Linked DNA regions of Drosophila melanogaster: region 1 is linked to region 2. A link is a contact called in public Hi-C data. All regions are on one chromosome and are shown on one strand. The core of a region is the stretch at or near the end of the contact, and the rest is flanking DNA. Distances in the headings are between cores, read along the strand shown. Region 1 has its middle 88 kb from the start of AGO3. Region 2 has its middle 26 kb from the start of lncRNA:CR46475.

What was found. A called contact is a pair of places that touch in the nucleus more often than the background predicts.
Region 1: a contact with region 2 is called in a Hi-C map of the Kc167 cell line, with 1.8 times the contacts expected there. The contact joins two enhancer-like sites. A contact is called at or near these places in 21 of 107 Hi-C or Micro-C datasets (the D17-c3 cell line, the Kc167 cell line, the S2 cell line and 7 more) and 1 of 6 datasets of contacts at active chromatin or transcription factors (the Kc167 cell line).

The regions. Positions count from the first base shown.
Region 1 is chr3L:23,464,610-23,468,183 of dm6, reverse strand. No RefSeq gene overlaps it. Among named protein-coding and RNA genes, the nearest start is that of AGO3, 88 kb to the left of the region's middle. Within about 2 kb of position 1,768, at least 5 of the 39 cell types and tissues checked have an H3K27ac peak or open chromatin away from gene starts, as enhancers often do. A contact at or near this core is called in the Kc167 cell line, where this site is marked.
Region 2 is chr3L:23,303,200-23,306,649 of dm6, reverse strand. No RefSeq gene overlaps it. Among named protein-coding and RNA genes, the nearest start is that of lncRNA:CR46475, 26 kb to the right of the region's middle. Within about 2 kb of position 2,004, at least 1 of the 39 cell types and tissues checked has an H3K27ac peak or open chromatin away from gene starts, as enhancers often do. A contact at or near this core is called in the Kc167 cell line, where this site is marked.

The sequences.
Region 1 (3,574 bases), core at 519-3,018, 160 kb before region 2:
TAACAATGCGATCAACACATGATTGGTAACTGAACTTGCTATGCAAAGGCAACTGAGCAAGTTTTACAGAATAAAGATTAAAACAGCTGTGCTCGCTCTCTATTGAGAGAAATGAACATATCATAAAGGGAATGCAAAATCTATTGCTGCACACAGCAATGTATAAGAGCGATAAATAAAATAACTCAAATTTATGATGAGCTGCAGCTGCCTTGTGTTTGTCAGCGATAGTTTCTCAATATACCAGCGATGTTCTTTATCCTCCTCATTCTCAAGAGCTTTCGTTAGGGCGCGTGTTGCCGTCTTTAGCCGGTGCTTTGTGGCTGGTGATCTATGGGTTTTCCACTCTTGTCGGAGACGTCGTTTTTTAGCACTAAGTTCTCGATTTGCCTGTTCGTAGTCCCATATCTTAAGTGTTGCTTAGAAGTAATTTGGCGTGTTGCAGCACTAGCGACTTTTGTTATTATCGACTCAAATGTTTTTACAGAACTTACAATATCTTAATTTGTGTCTAGCATAGGATTGAGTTCTAAGTGTGTGCTGACATATTTTTTATACTTTAACCAGTTTGTGTCTGATGTTGTAACATGATGCGGCCATTCCTTAATTTCTGGCTGCCGAAAAATGTTGAAGAGTACGGGTGAGTGGTCAGATGAGAGATAGAGAGAAATCCGAAGCAGCAGGCAGTCAGGACGGGAACGACGGAGAGCACGTGATATCGTTCGCCAGTAGGAAGCTAAGTGCTATGTAACGGAGGTACGACCGATAGTCCCTATCAACTTCACCACGAATAAGCTTACAAATAAAGACTGTTCCAAGCATCGTTCCACGGTTAGCTAGGGAACGTAAATTTATTAAAATAAGGTTTGCATCTCAATTTAGGCGTCGAAAGGCAAACAAAATGAAGTTTTTTTTTTTTGCCATTTCAATGCTCTCTGAGTAAACTACGTATTAAGGACTCCAAACAGGTGATCCATACTCAAGAATCGGACAATCGAAATGAATAAGAATTCCTTTGCCACCTTTTAGAAAAGCTAAGCACACCCCTGGCCTTATTGACAATAGTCGATATATGGTCTGAAAATTTTAGTTTAGGGTCCAGAAGAACACCAAGATCATAAGCCCGTGATATTCTGCCTAAAGAGCGTCCCTTTATGTGTAAGACTTGTATATTAGGTTGACACGATACAAGCTCATAACTTTACACTTGAAGTTTAGTACGTTATCACGGCACCATATTTAAAAGCTATCAAGATCGGATTTTAAGTCCAAATGGCAATATATGTTATAATTTGACATCGCCTGCGTAACGTAAGTACACCCGAATGTTTTATTACTAAAGGAAGGTCGTTAATAAGTAAGACAAAAATAAGCGGACCAAGGTGGCTGTCTTGTGGGACACCGCATGTGATTCGGAGAATACAAGAAAAAAATTTTATATAAGAGTCAAAAGTTTTCCAAAAGTCAGTGTAAAAAAAATTATTGGTCACTGCTCTGCGGTGACGGATTATCGGCAAAGCAAGTACTAAGTTGTGTTGCTTTTACCCTTCGCTCTGCGCCCTGCGCAAGCGGTAGGCTGTTACAAGTTACTTTTCAGACTTTTGATCGTAAGCATCAATCAATTGCTTTATACTAAAGAAGTATATTTTCATGCATTGGAGAATTCATTTTTTCATTCGCGATTTAGCAAAGAATGAGTAAAGTAGCTGGGACCGACCCACGAGAAATACGCTCCCATCTTCGCACTAGCCGTGCAGATATATCCTCTACCATGGGCGGAATGCCAATCAAATATGCAGTCCCCAGCTCGATGGTATCAATCAGCAGAAACATCAATTCCACTGTTACCTGGACTATATACCGGCTGCTCAACCGCGCCTTATGTCAATGACCTGCCAACAGAACTGACATCACTGCCCAATAAGTCACTTAAAGCGAAATGCACATTGTAAAAATATAATCGCATTATCAATAGGAAACGAAAAGCCGTGTCGCAGCCCTCATTACTTTACCCATTCGCCTTAAAAAAACAATCGGTTTGCACTTTTGTCCACTGAAGCAGAGAATAATGGATACTGATCCTGATATTGAAGAATGTGGCACCCAAAATGGTGACAGACGATCCCCAAAAATTCACCACGTCTCCACCAATATGCGTACCACGTGTAAGCGATCCGAACACCTTGGAACGGGCCCTTAACAAGAGCATTGATTCCTCTAGCTACTACAGAATGAGGCAGCATAATTTATTTTTTTTTCAGAACTCAATTAAAACTATTGTAGACATAGGAAAATATTTATTTATTTTTATAATTTAGGTACATGTCTGAAGTTTTTATTTATATATTTTTTTAAAGATGAAATCTGATAGGTGACGTCCCCCATTCACCAAACATTTCGTAAACCGATTTCTGGCCTTTGTCGTGACTCTTGTTAAAATAGCAGGTGTTAGGTTGGCAAGTTCCATTTGGATTTTGGTTTTTGGTTTTCAAATCTTGTACGGTTCTTGGACAGTTCACATAAGAACGGGATCTCCAAAATCCCCATAGAATAAAATCACGATGGGACAGATAGGGAGATCGTGCCGGGCAAGATCAACGCGTTCATCCGTGAACACAACACAACACAGCACAACAGGTGGCAAGAGTCACAACGGGGACGCTGGACTTACAAACTCATCCCGGAACTAACGGAGTGGGCTGATTGCGAGCACAAAACGGTGGACTACCACATGACCCAGTTCCTCACGGACCATGGCTGTTTTCGAGGGTACCTATTTAGGTTCCGCCACGAGGATACAGCCCAGTGCCTTTATAGCACAGACGCAGTGGAAACCGCAGAGCACATCCTACTGCACTGCTCCAGGTTCGCCGAGGAGAGGGCGCAACTCGTGGCGCTCGCTGGGTCACCTCTCAGCCCGAGAGGCTTGGTTGCTGCTATGATGGCGGACGAAATCCTTTGGGATGGGGCTCACGTGATCATCGTCACCATGATGAAGCGTGTCCATAAGGACGAGATGGCCAATCGGAACTATAGATAAGGAGTACTCCCGTATGTTGGCGGGGCAAGAACTCTACGACTGTACGCTCAGTTGGTCGTAAAAAGGCGCTGCTGTGCACCGCAAAAGAAGATGGTGTGCAACTTGGCATCACATCCTGCTCACCGATGAAATACCTTGACTGGCAGTCCCGGTGAGCTTGACAAGGACAGGAGAGAGAGCGGAGGTTTTTTTTTAGTACGTAGGCATAAGCCCTCAGCTGAGGGTTATGAATCGTGCATGCCATCCAATTACGTTAGATGGTATCTTTAGAAGATTTCATTTTCCTGCCGTATATAATAAAAAAAAAATAATAATAAAAAAAAAAAACACAACACACAACGACCCGTTCAGGAGGAGTGGTAGGCTATCGAGGTCCCCTATAAGAGGAGTCGGAACCCCAATCCAGGGAGCGGGAGGTGAGCGAGCAGGCCCCCCGCCGCCGAAAACTAGCGAATGCAGTGCAGCTGTGGATGTGGAGACTCTGGCCACTACAGCCTCCACGACAGCCACAAGCCAGAAGACAATGGATTTCAT
Region 2 (3,450 bases), core at 755-3,254:
CACTGAGCCTCGGCAACGTTTCAACGGGCATTGGACCAAGTAATAGGGCCCGAAATGATGCCGCACGCTTTCGCATAGCAGGATTATATTATAGTGATCGGACGGACTCAGCAGGAACACATGAGGATACGGGCGGCGAACCTGAAAGTAAATGCGGATAAGTGCAAGTTCATTAGGAAGAAGCTATAATACTTGGGTCACCGCGTGACGAATCAAGGTATTGGAACGGATCCTGAGAAGGTAGCGCAGCTGAAGCCGCCAGGAAACGTGAAGGAGCTGAGGCAATACTTGGGAGTTGCGTCGCGGTTCAGACGCTTCATGGCCGATTTTGCGACGCTGGTACAGCCCTCTTAAAGAAGCAGGCAAAATGGGAATGGGAAGACGCCCATCAAGTCGCATTCGAGGCCGTCAAAGCCAGGCTGGTCGCCGACCCGATTCTGGCTTGCCCCAACTTTACGATGACGCCTGTGTTCCAGACGGATGCCAGCGTTTATGGGCTGGGCGCAATCCTTACACAGCATTCCGATCGAGGCGAACGAGTAATCTCCTACTCCAGTAGAGCGCTGAACGCAGCGGAGAGAAACTTTTCTGCAACGGAAAAGCAATATTTAGCAATAGTATAGAGGGCTGGAGGGCTACCACTTCAAGGTCATCACGGACCGTATGGCTCTGAATACACAGCATTCCGATCGAGGCGAGCGAGTAATCTCCTACTCCAGTAGAACGGTGAACGCAGCGGAGAGGAACTTTTCTGCAACGTAAAAGCAATAGGGCCAGTTGAACATCGTCGCGGACGCGCTTTCAAGACAACCTCTGCAGGAGGCGAGCCGAAGAGTGAGAGTGGAGGACGACGAACAATCGAGAGAGCAGCAGGGATGCAGGTAGATGGAGGAGATGCGAAGAAGTAAAACAGCAGCCGCAGAAATTTTGGGACTATTTGAAAGAGGACGGCAAGCTGTTACGACACTTTCCGCATCGGGCGGGCAACGAGGATGTGGCATCGTGGAAGATGTGTGTACCGATCCGGCAGAGGCAGCGCGTCATGATCGAAAACCACGACATGCCAACTGCGGGACACTTGGGAAGTCGCAAGACGATTGCCAGGATTGCAGTTCATTATCGTAGGCCGGGAATGCATCGAGACATAAGAAAGTACGTGCTAAACTGCGAGAGCTGTATGAAGTACAATCCCAGCCAGCTACCGGCGCCCGGAAAAATGTTAACACAGGTGCCGGAAGAACCATGGGCAACCGTGTGCGCAGATTTCGTGTGCCCCTGACCGCGGTCCAAAAACGGAAATTCGATGATGTTGGTTCACAGACAACGGGGTGCGGATCACAAGTAGGGCGTTCAGGAGGTTTCTGGAGCAGCTGGGCGTGCGACACCAGCTCACGGTTCTATATACGCCGCAAGAGAACCCTACGGAAAGGGCAAACAGGACCGTCAAAACAATGATCGCTCATTTCACAGGTGCCGATCAGAGGACATGGGACGAGCACTGGCCGGAGCTGCAGCTTTCGGTTAACACAAGTGTGGAGGAGACCACAGGATACTCGCCGGCATTCATAACGCAGGGAAGAGAGACGAGGCTGCCCAACGCGTTGTTCGACGAAAAGACGACCGAGACTGGCAAGTGCACGCAGACACCGGCGGAAAACGCGGAGAAATTGAAGAAAATCTTCGAGCTGGTGCGGAGAAATATGGAGAGGGCGGTGCAGGTTTAGGAGCGCCACTATTACTCCGAAGACGGCCGTGGAAACCCAAGGTCGGGGACACAGTATGGGTCAAAAAGCCCCACCTGTCAAAGGCAGCCGAAGGTTTTGCGGCAAAATCGGCCCTAGTAATATACGTCCTAGAACACAACGCAACCAGGAAAGAAAAGACGACACACATCAGCGATCTGAAGCCGGGAAGTGCGGGCGCCGGCGGGCCAGGAGACTTCGAGGAATAAACGAAAAAAAAATAACAATACGTTGGTGAGGAAGGGGGGAAGACGATACAGGGTATCGATACGAAACAGAAGTTGCCAACACACACACACAGACCCGTTGGAGACCAAGTCTACATCGCCGTGAAGACGGACGTCTTAAATTAACTGCGCAAAATACTCGAAACCATAGAAGTTGTGTCGGCCGGTGTGTGCGGCAAACTGGCAAAACCACACGGTGTAGTCGCGCCATAGTTTTGCGCTGCAATCACGCGAGTTAATTGTGCGCCTGTTTCAGGTAAATAGGTAATTTATTATCTTGCGATTGTTGCAGCGGATAAAACAGCTGATAGCGCTGCCAACTTGGCGCAGCGGGCGATCTGGAGAGGGAGGCGTTGCCAGATCAGCCGTGTGATCAGTGTTGTGTTGCGACAGTAGGGCGCTAAATTCAAAATTAAATTTAAAATTAAACCGTTTAAATTTAATTTAATTTAATTTTGATTCTGGTTACTGGCACAAGTCTTTAAGAAAGGGGAAAAGGCACAAAGGTCGCGGACAGACCAAATATCATCCTCTCACCGTGCTGGTGCCTAAGCAGAGGCTCTGGTGTCCGAGTCGAGGCGGTACAAACCTCCATCCGTAAAAGCCAGGGGGAAATCCGTGGCCTACGTGGGAGCCCCTTTCTAAGGCTGGTGCTTCGCCTAGGTAACCTTAGGCCATCCTTCAGTTGATGGACAGCGCAGTGGGGGGCAGTCCCTCTGATCGCAACGACCCGTTAAGGAAGAGCTCCCGACTTTCGAGATCCCCCACAAGAGGAGTCGGTAACCCGACCCATGGTGACGGAATCTCGGTCCCGTCGGTGGCAAGGGGTGAGCACGCAGGCCCCCCGCAGCCGTTGACTAGCGACTGCAGCGATGCTGTAGAGGTGGAGAAATTGGCTCCTACAGCATCTTCGACCGCGACAAGTCAGAAGACGATGGACCACATCGCCGTGCCATCGCAAAAGACGGGAGGGAAGTCCCCAGCTGGTTCCCCTCATCGGTCTTCGGACTTGACCACTGCTCTCCAGAACGACGACCTGAGGGGCATACTTATGAATGGCAAGATCAGCACCCTGCTATCTGCATTCGAGGCCCAACGGCACGTGACACGAGAGACAAAGGGCATAGCTTCCGAACTCTCAGCCCTTAACAACAGGGCGATAGAGCTGTACGAAGGTACTACTAGCGAGCACCGCTTGAAGAGCAGCGCTACTCAGACGGAGACACAAAAGCCTACCAAAAAGGCTCCACAAAATGCGCAGGTACCCAAGGTGCAAGTGCCAAAAGTCCAGGCGACCCAGCCGAGCAACCATACGTTGGGTGGCAACGGTGAAGAAAAGGCGACATCCATACCTAATGAGTCCAAGCCAGGCAGCTACGCATCTGTCGCCAAGAATGCTAGCACGGGTGCAGAGTGGACCAAGGTGAAGCCTAAAAAAAGACAGGAGAGGCTTCGTACGCAGAGATGCTTCGGAAGCTAAG